3 separate regions of the Zea mays genome follow, and all the other regions are linked to region 2. Evidence: chromatin contacts called from public Hi-C data. All regions are on one chromosome and are shown on one strand. The core of a region is the stretch at or near the end of the contact, and the rest is flanking DNA. Distances in the headings are between cores, read along the strand shown. Region 1 overlaps LOC109941443 (a long non-coding RNA gene). Region 2 holds the start of LOC100191786. Region 3 holds the start of LOC100280582.

Evidence for each region. A called contact is a pair of places that touch in the nucleus more often than the background predicts.
Region 1: a Hi-C map of leaf shows a contact between it and region 2, with 10 times the contacts expected there. The contact joins the enhancer-like site here to the promoter of LOC100191786 in region 2. A contact is called at or near these places in 13 of 25 Hi-C or Micro-C datasets (bundle sheath, ear, endosperm and 3 more).
Region 3: a contact with region 2 is called in a Hi-C map of leaf mesophyll, with 2.4 times the contacts expected there. The contact joins the promoter of LOC100280582 here to the promoter of LOC100191786 in region 2. A contact is called at or near these places in 6 of 25 Hi-C or Micro-C datasets (bundle sheath, ear, leaf and 1 more).

The regions. Positions count from the first base shown.
Region 1 is chr8:123,008,483-123,012,767 of Zm-B73-REFERENCE-NAM-5.0, forward strand. LOC109941443 (a long non-coding RNA gene) reads right to left here. Exons shown (of 2, transcript XR_002264078.2): 1 at 2,327-4,285; 2 at 1-2,223. Among protein-coding and RNA genes, the nearest start is that of LOC109941443, 7.8 kb to the right of the region's middle. Within about 2 kb of position 2,214, at least 2 of the 20 cell types and tissues checked have an H3K27ac peak or open chromatin away from gene starts, as enhancers often do.
Region 2 is chr8:123,359,268-123,363,561 of Zm-B73-REFERENCE-NAM-5.0, forward strand. It overlaps LOC100191786, which reads right to left and starts at 1,984. Exons shown (of 2, transcript NM_001137211.1): 1 at 639-1,984; 2 at 252-555. The coding sequence starts at 1,266. The coding sequence ends at 506.
Region 3 is chr8:123,728,708-123,733,032 of Zm-B73-REFERENCE-NAM-5.0, forward strand. LOC100280582 reads right to left here and starts at 2,294. Exons shown (of 1, transcript NM_001153501.2): 1 at 1,231-2,294. The coding sequence starts at 2,192. The coding sequence ends at 1,491.

The DNA.
Region 1 (4,285 bases), core at 964-3,463, 350 kb before region 2:
GACCTTTCATTTTGCATCTAGCCAGACAAGCTCTGCAGATTCACTAACCAAGCATTAAAGGGAGCCTATGTGTGCAGTTAATTTTCAAAGATCATTGACAGGAGGATGGTTAGTGAACAAACAACTCTGAACATTTCCAAACTTCTGATAGCAAAAGCAGAAGCAGGATCTAACTCGCCTCCAACCCATCCATCCAAAAATCGAGTTGCTGGAGAAAACCACCATCCCAACATAAGAAATTAAAATGGCAGCGGATAGAAATCTAAGAATATGAAGAGCGATAGGTAAATTAATTCAAACGATCTTATCGCCGATACTATGAACTCGAGTCGAGTCAAGGCCTTAATCTACTTTCCAAAACTCGGTTGCCCTTGCAGATCCAACCAGCAACATTTCCAATCAGCAGATAGACATTTAAGGATGTGAAGAACGATAGGTAAATTTATCCAAACGATCTCATCGATGATACTACGAACTCCAGTCGAGTCAAGGCCTCAATCTACTTTACACAACTCTATTGCCCCTGCAGATCGAGCCAGCAGCATTTCCAATCAAGCTTAGAGCAAGTCTGGTTCTAATAATATTCGCACCAATACGATGATATCAGAATGAGAAACGACGAGTGAGCCATAAGCAAACCTCCACCCTTCAACTGATCTCTCCATAACCAGAAAGGACCCTTCTGCATCTGATGAAGTTTGAGGACAAACAACCAAAAGGCCACAAGTGAGATCAGTCGTTAACATAAGAACGAAGGTCTCCAAATTCACATGGTGCACAAGCTACGACTGCGCTATTTGATTCTGATGGTACCACACCAGGGACAGACAATTGAGCCTGAAACCACCAAATCCATGTCCAAGTGACAAAACCAATGAACCGTTGGATCTAACAGAATACTGACCTGCCTCCGAACTTGGGCAAACAGATCGCCACACGACACCACGACGAACCCCCAACACCAGATCGGACCCAATCCTGCAACCCACGCACAGAGAAAACGAAGACGAAACAAGATTCGACACAAAAACTAGACGGGTTGCAGGAAAAAACAAACTACAAACCCAACCAACCCTGCCACAACTCAGGCTCACTCCCCGGGTCGCAGGAAAGCGGAACGCCCCAAAGGGATCTGCGAGAGCACAAAAGCGCAACAGCAGCAGAAGAGATCAGCCAGAGAAGAAACTGACCCAACTCGAAGTCGAAACGGAGTGTACAAAGAAGGAAGAAATGGAAAACGCAAACGCGCCGAGATGAATAAACGGAGAGCGAGGAAAATCCACCTCCAACCTGCACCTCTAAAGGACACAACCACATACTATGATCATTTGATATACAGTACCAAATAAATCCAGATTACAATCGAATCATTGAAGGTAGCCTACAAGTGAACTAAATTTCGAAGAACATTTGACATATAGGATGGTTTTTTTTGAACAAACAAGGAACCCTGAAGAGTTCAGAACTTATTATTGCTGACGCAGAAGCAGAATCGAACTCAGGCCCCAATCCATCCATTTGCAATCCAGTCAAAGCTTCAATCTACGTCCAAAACATCACCTATGTTGCCTCTACATCATTTTTCCAATCAAGGACAATTAGGCTTCTAATTAATCAGGTGGCAATCATCACGCCACCATGATTGACATAAGAACAGTCATATAACAAATCAAAACCAACGAAAGTAAGCAAACCTCCACCCTTCAACTGATCTTTCCATAACAAGGCGGACCTTTCCTTCCACATCTAGGAGGACAAAACCAGAAGGTACCTTTCATTTTGCAGCAACACAACCGGAATCCATCTGATTGGTTGCCGTAGCAGCGTAGCCAGACTGCTCGACATGAGCCAGGATAAGTAGCACCCGATTGAGCTCATGCAAGTCATATTTGTTTGGTTGTTTGCACAAACTCATGCATACTAGATATAGACTATGTTTGGTTGTGTAAATTAAAACATAAGGGTACATAAATAAATGTTCAAATATATATAAGTATCAATGGTTTAGTTTTGTTCATAAAAATCTTAGAAACATAAATATGAAATTAGTTTAGTAATTAAATCGTTTAATTAAAAGATATAATAAAAAACAAATTAAAATAATATTTTGTATTTGGCGCTGCTGCATGCGGGCGGCAAGCTTGGAGCCTGCACGCGCCAATACGCGCTCCACCGGCGTATCTGTGGAGCCTGGCCGAATGACATATCTTGCATCCGATGAGCCTGCATGGGTAGAGAAGAGAACCAAACAAGGCTGGATTTAAAACTCCACGCGTGCAGTTGCACAACGGCGTGCTCCAACCAAACAGTCGGAATGATTTCTGACCTGCCCCCAGTTTTAAATATCAGTTCTTCGCTACAGGGATTTTTGATTGCCAAACTTACCCTACAACCACATGTAAAAGCAACCACAACATAGATAAAGCTAGACAAAAGCATCCACAGAAATCCCAAACCAAAACAAGTATCGTGACCGTTGGACTACCAATTATTTGAGCCAAATGATCTGCAGACACAGAAATTCCAGCAGCACAAGAATTAAAGCTCCAGTCGAAGCATATAGCATGATAAAGCAGAAACAAGTTTGATTAAATGAAAGTTGTAGGGCTGTAGTTCTACCAATATCTGCTTAAATCTCCCACATCCCAAACTTGCCCAGTGACTTCTATCGCTGCAGATTAAATAAGAATTATCTGAATTTTATCATGGTTCATATACTAGCATTTTGTAAATTGGATAAGTTTACTCTAAACATATTCTGCGTGACAAGCCCACCCAAAAATATGAGAAGACATCTATCCATATACAATCCAGTTGCTGGAAAAAAAATACTAGCCCGAATATAAGAAACAAGAAATTTGAGTACCAATAAGTGAGAGATACATATATCCAAACGATGTTATCGGCATGCCATGAACTTAGTCCAGTCAAAGCTTCAATCTACGTCCAAAACATCACCTCTGTTGCCTCTACATTTTTCCAATCAAGGACAATCAAGTTTCTAATTAATCGGGTGGCAATCTTCACGCCACCATGATTAACATAAGAATAGCCATGTAACAAATCAAAACCAACGAATTTAAGCAAACCTCCACCCTTCAACGGATCTCTCCATAACCAGAGGACCTTTCCTTCCGCATCTAGGAGGACAAAACCAGCAAGGACCTTTCATTTTGCATCTAGCCAGACAAACTCTGCAGATTCACTAACCAAGCATTAAAGGGGGCCTATGTGTGCAGTTCATTTTCAAAGATCATTGACAGGAGGATGGTTAGTGAACAAACAACTCTGAACATTTCCAAACTTCTGATGGCAAAAGCAGAAGCAGGATCTAACTCGCCTCCAACCCATCCATCCACAAATCGAGTTGCTGGAGAAAACCACCATCCCAACATAAGAAATTAAAATGGCAGCGGATAGAAATCTAAGAATTTGAAGGGCGATAGGTAAATTAATTCAAACGATTTTATCGCCGATACTATGAACGAGTCGAGTCAAGGCCTTAATCTACTTTCCAAAACTCGGTTGCCCCTGCAGATCCAACCAGCAACATTTCCAATCAGCAGATAGACATTTAAGGATGTGAAGAACGATAGGTAAATTTATCCAAACGATCTCATCGATGATACTACAAACTCCATTCGAGTCAAGGCCTCAATCTACTTTACAAAACTCTGTTGCCCCTGCAGATCGAGCCAGCAGCATTTCCAATCAAGCTTAGAGCAAGTCTGGTTCTAATAATCTTCGCACCAATATGATGATATCAGAATGAGAAATGACGAGTGAGCCATAAGCAAACCTCCACCCTTCAACTGATCTCTCCATAACCAGAAAGGACCCTTCTGCATCTGATGAAGTTTAAGGAGGACAAACAACCAAAAGGCCACAAGCGAGATCAGTCGTTAACATAAGAACGAAGGTCTCCAAATTCACCTGGTGCACAAGCTACGACTGCGCTATCTGATTCTGATGGTACCACACCAGGGACAGACAATTGAGCCTGAAACCACCAAATCCATGTCCAAGTGACAAAACCTCCAATCAAGCTTAGAGCAAGTCTGGTTCTAATAATCTTCGCACCAATATGATGATATCAGAATGAGAAATGACGAGTGAGCCATAAGCAAACCTCCACCCTTCAACTGATCTCTCCATAACCAGAAAGGACCCTTCTGCATCTGATGAAGTTTAAGGAGGACAAACAACCAAAAGGCCACAAGCGAGATCAGTCGTTAACATAAGAAGAAAGGTCTCCAAATTCACCTGGTGCACAAGCTACGACTGC
Region 2 (4,294 bases), core at 734-3,233:
CTGGTCAACTACTAAATTCAAGTTGGTTCAGACAGCAGTGAAAGCTCAACACAGTATGCAGACCACAACCTTGCCAAATAATCCCACACCATGAACAAAATGAACGAAAGGGCGAAAAATATCCTCTATGCTCCACAAAATGAACAAATAATTTGGTAATTCAGTGGCTGTTGTCTTATAATTGCATAAAATAAAAAATAGTGTGCCCATGTAAATGAGTTTTCAGACTCAAACGGTACCATGTGCATTTTATATTAATAGCTTAATAATATTTCAGCTAAGCACAAACAGGCTACAAGTCAGAAGTCAGGCGCACTTCATTTACATACCCGCAGTACAATTTCGCATGAAACATTGTCAATTTCGATTTCTTCAGTGCTCATATGAAAGTATTCTGTACCCTATATATACACACTGAACACCAGCATAAGAAACATAAACCACAGCGATGCGAAGATAGTTCTACTCACTGTCGGTTCCTCATTCTCCTAAATCCATGAATAATTTAATTTATCTTTAAAGCAAAGCCCAAAGAAGCTGGCAGAGGCCCCGAAACTGTCAACCAGGCAAACACGATCGTTCAGCAAGAGAATCAGAACTCACAAAGGTTGCCCCAGCATCAATGGAGTGACGCAAACCTTCTAGAACATCAAGTTCCCGTGACATCCCTCCTCCCCCTTCATCGATCCTGCAGTCCGCAACTTGAGGGCTTGAGCTCTTCTCCCAGCCACCACCTCCTACTACCTCCGAGCTGCCATCGAAGCGCAGAGCTGGATCAGCGCCGCACTCCACAGAGCCCGCGCTGCATGGCCTCTGAAACGGGGACACGCCGACCTCGGCGTCGATCCTGCCCCGGACGTCGAGCAGGAGGCCCCTGAGCCTCGCCACCTCCGCCTCCAGAGCCGCGTGGTCTTGCAGCCGCCGCACGAGCTGCTGGTTGGCGGCGCGCAGCTTCTTGACCTCCCCTTCCAGGAAGGCCGCGCGCGCCTTCTTCTTCTCGCGGTACTTGCGCACGGCTTCCCTGTTTCCCAGGGGCCTCCGCGGCTTCGCTGAGCCGTCGTCCTCCCCGCCGCTGCCCAGGACCTGGGTGTGCGTGTGCAGGCACGTGTGGGTATGCATGGCGGCCGAGGGGCCCGGAGGGTCGCAGCTGTGCGTGTGGGTGCAGGTGGTCGTGGTCGTGGCGCTGCTGAAGAACTCGTCGAAGCTGTGAGGCATCTCCGGGTGGGAGAAGAGCAACTGGCAGGGGAGGTCAGCTCCATCGTCCATTGTGGCGGAGAATGCGCCTGCCTGCCCGGAACAGATTTCTTCCCTCTGTGGTCAACGGACAAGGATGCCAGAGAAGAAACGGGGAGGGCGGGAGGCGAAGGAATCAGGAACTTGTTCGAAGGATGCTCCTTGAAGCTTTGAGAAGTGGATTTCTGATAATCAGCGGTTGCTGGGTGGCAAGCTGACGGATCACGAGTGAAACTAACTTGCAGGTGCAGGGCAGGGCAGTGGACCACATCAGTCACCACTGAGCAGTCGAGCCAGGGAGGATTGGAGAGACGGCAACGAACTCCTGCAAGGAATGGTGATCTGCCCTAACTGGGCGAAAAGCAATTCACAAGATTGAAGAGTTGGTCGGAAGGACCGCAGACGACGCCGGATCAGCGTGGTAGCCCGAGAAGGCGGTGGACTGGCCGGGAAAATAAAGCAGGATTCCGGCGAGACGGTATGAAAAAAACGGTGGGGCAAGGGTAGGCGGCAGGTCTCTCGCTCCCTCACCGCCGAGCTACTTCTAGCGGGGAGAAACTTTCTGTCCAGTTTCTACCTTCCCTTTCTCTCCTCTCTCTATCCCTTCTCGCCTTTGTCAGCTTCTTTCTTTCTCGTCTCACCCGCCACCGATCTTTTGGAGGAGAGGAGAATCCTGGAAAGGGAGGGGTGTTGTGTTGTGGAGGAGATGGACGCCGACGTGGTTGGTTTAGGGGCGGGGGTGGAGTCGTGGAGACGGAGGGAGGGGCGACGATCCCCGGACCTTGCCAGTGCTGGGAGGTTTATCGATCGCTCGCAATGATGAACCTTTTCGCTTGTGGTGGCCTACAACTGGCCTGTTCAGTTGGACTTTTTCGCGCTTTAAACCTTTTCCACTCCCTCCGTTCGAAATCAGTATTCGCTCATCAACTACTTTTTATATCTATATTCAAATATATTTTTATATCTATATTCAAATAGACGACGAAGTCATATATGCAAAACACATCCATTAATGTTAAATGAATCCACTAAATACCTGAAACGAATTTTAATTTGAGACAAAGAGTACTATATTAAGTGTTTAAATATAATAGAGCTAATAATTAGTTGCTAAAAAATTACTGGTAAAATTAGCTAACTAACAAATAGATAGCCAATTATTAGTTAATTTACCAAAAATAGCTAATAGAACTATTAGCTAGAGTGTTTGATATCTTCAACTAATTTTAGTAGCTAATTATTAGGTTTAGTACATTAAATACCCTAAAGCACTAATTTCAACATTGTCCTGCGTTACCATTCCCGTTTAATGTAAAAATAAAATAAAAAATATATGTAAAAATATGAGTTTAAACTTTAGTAGTTAGCTTCACATTGACATCCACTTAATCAATAGAACACATTTTTATGTCTTAATAAAATCTATTCATATAATTAATATATATATATATACCATGTCATGCAAGTTTTTTTTATTGCCTAGTTGACTATGCACATCATTGTTCATAAAAAACACGCATGCAGAGAAGTTTTTTTAAGAACAAATTATAAAGAAGCGCTATGGAGAAACAAGCATAAAACTTTCAGCATCCAGGTGGTGTTTACTAGCTCGACCTCGGTTAGAATCCCCGAATTGGGCATGCTGCGCTCAGGGTCGCATGGCAAGCAGTGGCCGATTCTCGTCCAAGTTTGTGTCTGCTCTCTGCTGTGCGTAAGTCTGACGAACTTCAAATGGGCTGCGAGGAGCGAGTGGGGAACAGAAATCAACATGGAAACAAGAACGGAAGGACAAGAACAAATTAAGACCAGGTAACAGCTACATCACTAAAGTCAAGCTAGTCCATCGGTACAGACATCTCCCAGGGAAGGACCTAAGTCCCTTTTGTACATGGCTTACTTTGAAGAAGATTAGAGGTATCCATTGTTTCGATGATTAACCAAACGGCTTCAGGTAGCTGTAGCTTGCTGTGCGTTGAGTTCTTCAGCGGGTAATGAGATAAATAAACTTGTTCAACAGGGGAAAAAAGAACTTGCATGCAGGCAGCCGTGAACCAGTATTACTACCAGGCTACCAGCTTGCAGTTGATGGTTAGGTAACGCCCGTCTGGAGACGTGACCGTACTGCCGCTTGCGCTTGATGGTTAGGTTACGCCCGTCTGAGCTCTCAGAGTCCAGCTGTTTTGACCAAACAACATTTCTTCCCAGTACCCTGATACCATTCATGGGACTAAGAAGAAACCCTGCAGTTCCCTCCACATTTTCTCATCCGGGCTTGGGACCGGCAAAGGCAGTGTTAAACCGCAAACAAACAACAAATCAGGAAACACAAACAATTACACACAAAGAAGATCGTGCTCCCAGACATAATTTGAAAAAAAAGATAAGCAAGTGGACAGCTAAAAAACAGCCAGTGTACACTCGTGCAATCTTATGTACAGTTAAGACATCCAGCATATCACAAAAAACTGACCGCAATACATTTCTTAGCGCCAACATGGACATCATAAGGCACTACTGCTAGTCCACGATAGAAATGGTCAAACAATAAGCACATAGAAGACAAGTTTGTTCAGAGAGATTTTCTTTTGGCATGCACAGAAGCAGCAACATCCTTTTTCTTAGTTTTGATCCACAACAGATAAGATGCACCAGATGAAAGTCAAGACATAAACAATACATAACAGATGGAAGTAAAATTAGAAGCGAACCAGAAACTAGATTAAACATTAGTAGGGGTCCTAACAGAAAATTTGGGTAATTGGACCAAAAAGTATACGATGACCACATATGCTCAAGTAAAGAACCTACAATTTCAGTAACAAACCAATTTTGCACAATGAAGTTATGTATTGTCAAGAAAGAGTTCTTGCTGGATATCGGCGCAAATAGTGGACCTGAGCCATCAGATGAGGCATGCAGATTAACAAGGACAGCTTCAAAATAAAGGTAGTGCAAAGGAGTAACCTAACCTTAGCTCCAAGTGGATCCAATATAAATGGTTAGATTGAAGAGTATCGTAATGAGTGCCTCATCACTCCTAACATCCAAGCATTAATGCTTT
Region 3 (4,325 bases), core at 1,044-3,543, 370 kb after region 2:
CGCCGCGCGAATCAGCGCCCCCCGATGCCGCCGCCCCCCCAGGCCCCAGCTCGCGCGCCTGTCCCTGTCCGGCGCGGACCACGCACGCCAGGACAGACAGGTCCTCCCCCCCTCCTCCCACCGCTTTACCCGCCCGCGCCCGCGTGCACGCACCACGGACGCCAGCCAATGGGCGACCGCCTCCCACGCGGGACGGGCAGGTACGATTTCGTATCCCCGCGCGCCGCGGGGCTGGTGCGTGCGTGCTTGCGTGGGCCGAGGCGCGCAGGGCGGATCCCGCTCCCGGCTCCCGCCCCTGGACGGCAGGCTGTGGCCGGCAGCGCCGCGCACCCGTGGGCCGTGGGGGCGTCGACCGCACGCTCACGTTACTCCCGAGATCACGAGCGGAAAGGGCAACCACGACCTGCCACTGCCACTGCCAGCCCAGCGCACGCACAGCACAGCACAGCACACAGGCAGGACGATCGCGCCGTACGCGCACACCGACGGACGGGGCGGCGAAAGATCCATCCGCCCCTGCTGCCCTGCCGGCTGCGGCCGCTTGGCTTTTTAAGAAGCTGGCCTTCCTGTTTTAAAAATTTTGGTAGTAAGAGCTGACAACAAAAAACTGGCCTGTTTGAATCTTATCCAGTTTCCAAAAACCAGAATGTTAAAACCTGAGAATACAAACAGGCTGGTCGATCGCCTGTGTTTACTCGCTCGTTATCCGCATGCGTCACCTTGGATCAGCGGCGACGCCAGCACCAGCAAAGCACATGTCTGATCCTTCTCCACGTAATTAACAAACAGCCTGGCCGGGAAAACGACTCGAGAAGGCACGTAGCACGCAAAATTATATTCTCTCCGTCGGCGCAGCGGCTGTAGCGTGGCGTGGGAGGTGAAACCGACAGCGATGCCGCCTCCGTCTCCTGCGCCACTGGTCGTGCCAACTACCCACAAGTTTTCAGAACTTGAGCGGTGCACTGCACATTGTTTTAGCGGCTGGATCTGCGGTGCTCTCGTCGTTCTGAAACGGACACGGTGAGTGTCTACGCCGGACGAGACGACCGGTCGACTCGCTTTGATGCGTCTTTAACCGACCAATAAAGGCGACGTTGCATGGATTGCAAGCAAGCCTTAAATGAAACTACGATGCTCGCCGTTCATTTTAAGAAAATCTCGCTTCAGTTTCTGAGAACGATAAATAAGTAGAGTTTTTCGTTGTGGGTTTTCTCGGCCGGCCGTTTCTCATGGCTATCAAAATACTAGTAGTGCATAATATAATATAGTAATCCGGTCCATAACAACGCCGGCAGGACCTGTCTTCGGTGACAATACAGCTTTCATCATAAACTAAAAAGGTCCCGGCGCAAAAACTATTTACAAAAATGCCCGTCGTCGACGTCGTCTGTCGGAGGAGAGCGTCTCTCAGCTTAGTAGTACCGAATTTTCCTCGAGAAAAAGGAGAAGAAAGAACTAAGAAGACAGACAGTCATTAAAAGCTTCGACGACTAGGCTTCCGCCTCCGTCGGCGGTGAGCAGTTCAGGTCGAGATCGAACGCGGCGGGCTTCCTCGCCGACACAGCGGCCGGTGGCGACGGCGACAGATCCACTACCGACGAACAGTCGGAGTCGCTCTGCGCCACGGTGACCGCCGGCGCCAGCTTGAGCACACGGCACCCTGCTTCCGCGGCTGCGGCTGCGGCCTGCCCGAAGAAGTAGTACGGGTGCGTAACGGGGATGCTGCCGAAAGGGAAGCGTACGGCGGCAGCGCCCGTGCCCGTGGCCGCGGCCGCCGCGCGGTGGAACAGGTCCAGCTCGAGCGACGGCGGGAGCGGCATGGCCTGCATGGGCGCCTGCGCGTCGCTGCTGAAGGACTCGACGGTGCTGCTGTTGCTGCTCCGGCAACCGGCTGCGGAGAGGGGCACGCACGAGGGGTAAGGGAAGTTGGTCTTGGCCTTGGCGCCGCGGTACTCGCGCGCGGCGGCGTCGTAGGCCCGCGCGGCGTCCTCGGCCGTGTCGTAGGTGCCGAGCCACACCCGGCTCTTCTTCGCCGGGTCGCGGATCTCCGCCGCGTACCGGCCCCACGGCCGCTTCCTCACGCCTCTGTAGTGCGGGCCGCCGGCCCCGCCGCCGCCGCCGACGCTGAGCGCGAGCCCCGTGGCAGCGGCCGCCGCCGGTGCCATGGTTTTCTCTGACGTTCTCGGCGCCATGGCCTCCTCTCCTTCGTTTCCTTTGTTTTGCGGAACAGCGGGAGGCGCGCGCGCGCGCGTGCGTGTGTTTGTATGTGTTGGGTGGCGTGGCGTCTGGGATTTGAGGTGGGAGAGGAGAGCGGAGGAGGGACTTATAGCGGTGGTGGAGGAGAGGAAGGGGGGGTTAAAAAGGGTGGCAATGGCGAGAGCGGGTGGTGGAGCGGCAACAAGGAATAAAACTCGGCGCAGTCACCAGTCAGGGACGAGCGCTTTGACTGTCCGGTGTCCGCGCAGGCAGCCGCCCCGCCCCTCGTCTTTACAAGACTGCCTTTTGTTTTTGTTTCCGCCGTGACGTGACCCCGGTGGAGCGGAAAATTGCTCGGACAAGGAGGGCTTCGATTCACAAAACTGCTTTGATAAAATAGAGTCCAGAAGAGCCAGATGGAATAATGAATAAGTAAAAAAAAAGGGTTTGAGCAAGGTGCCGGTGTGTAAAAAGACATGATCCCATAGTATTCCGTAAACAAAAGGCATCATAGCCGCCGCGGGTGCAGTGGGGCGGCACGTTACGGGAGCACGTCAGTCACGGACGGCGTGGGGCCCCCCCGGCGCAAGGACGCATCACGATCCGTGCGTCCCGAGCCGCTGTCTGCGCGGCACTCGCAGCCAGCCAGGCAACCAACCATCCTCGCCGCCCGCGTGCGCGCACAGGCACGTGGACCATCCGCCGAGGGCGAGGGACTGACTGGACCGACTGCAGTGCACGCCACCTCCCTCTCTCTTTCCGCGCATCGTCGGCGCGGGGCGGGCGTGACGTCCAATGGGGTCGGCTCAGGCAGCTGTGCGCAAGCCGATAAAGCCGCCCGCCGCACCGCTTAGCCCGTCCGTAGTGGTACAGGTACTACTGGTTACCACGTAAAGTGGCGCGGCGCCGGGCTGGACGTTAATAATAATAATAAAGTAAAACGCAACGCCGAGTGGAGTGGGACAGCCCGCCGTGACGACGGCACGTTAGACGGCAGCGGCCCGTTCGAGGCGAGGCCATCGTGGGGCCCGGGCCAAGTGTCGGCATCGGCCGGGCTCCGCGGTCGCTTGGCCGCCTGCCGACTGCCGCGCCTGGATCGCGTCGCCACCACCAACCGTTTCCTCCGCCCGCGCTCCCGCATTGAAAGCGGTGGAGGTGCGCGCGCGCGTGGACCGACAGCCACGCGCCGGTCGCGACGTGCGTTGCGTCCCGTGGGCATGACGGGTGGCGACGCGCCCTCGCCGCCCCCGGCTCCGCTCCGCTCCGCGCCACCACACCACACACGCCGGGCGAGGAGGACCACTGGGCCTTTTTCCTTTCCGTTCCATCCCGATCGACGCCGAGTACTACTACTACCAGGGCACGGGCGCCGCACCGCACACTGTCCTTGTCCATTTGTGAGGTGGGAAGCGGTGCTCGTTGATCTGGACACCTCGGGCCGGCCAGCCCGTGTGCGTGTGGTGGGTGAGGTGTGCAGATCGGACGGTTGCTCGTCGTCGCCACGCCACGGCAGCCTTTCCCAACTTTCTGTGTTCATCAATCAATCTGAACGGAAGCTTCTGGGCGGGGGTGGTGGCACTGGCAGCCAAAAGCGCCTTCTCTTTTAGTGGGGAATGCTATGCTCAGCATGAGAGCAACCGGATCAAGCCTCGTAGAGAACTTTTTTCTTCTCTCTCCCACACCGCCTCCTTCCTCGACCGCGTGTTCCATGCATTCGAATGTCCTTAGGGGCAAAAAAAAAAAAAAAAGATGGCCGTTCTTACGATGTTTCCTCAAAAAGAGATAAACCCTGGTTATACTACTGAATTTATATGTTTGGACTTCAGTACTAGACACACATTCAAAACGGACTAAGTACGTATTTATTTTTACCGTAGACCCGTTGGGAATGGAAGACACAGCGTTTACTACCGCTACCGCTACCTTTTTTTTATATGCAATGATTGTTTGTCTTAACAGTCTCCGTACAGAATTTAGAGACGGGCAGAGCCACAAGCAAAGCCGGCAGCGTCCAAGTTTCGTGAGGATTTTCGGCCGGCGGGCTGCCCCACGCCACGGAACCGCGCGCCGGCCGGATCTGGATTTAACAGACGCTAATCCGCCCGGCCGACACACACACACTTGCGCCT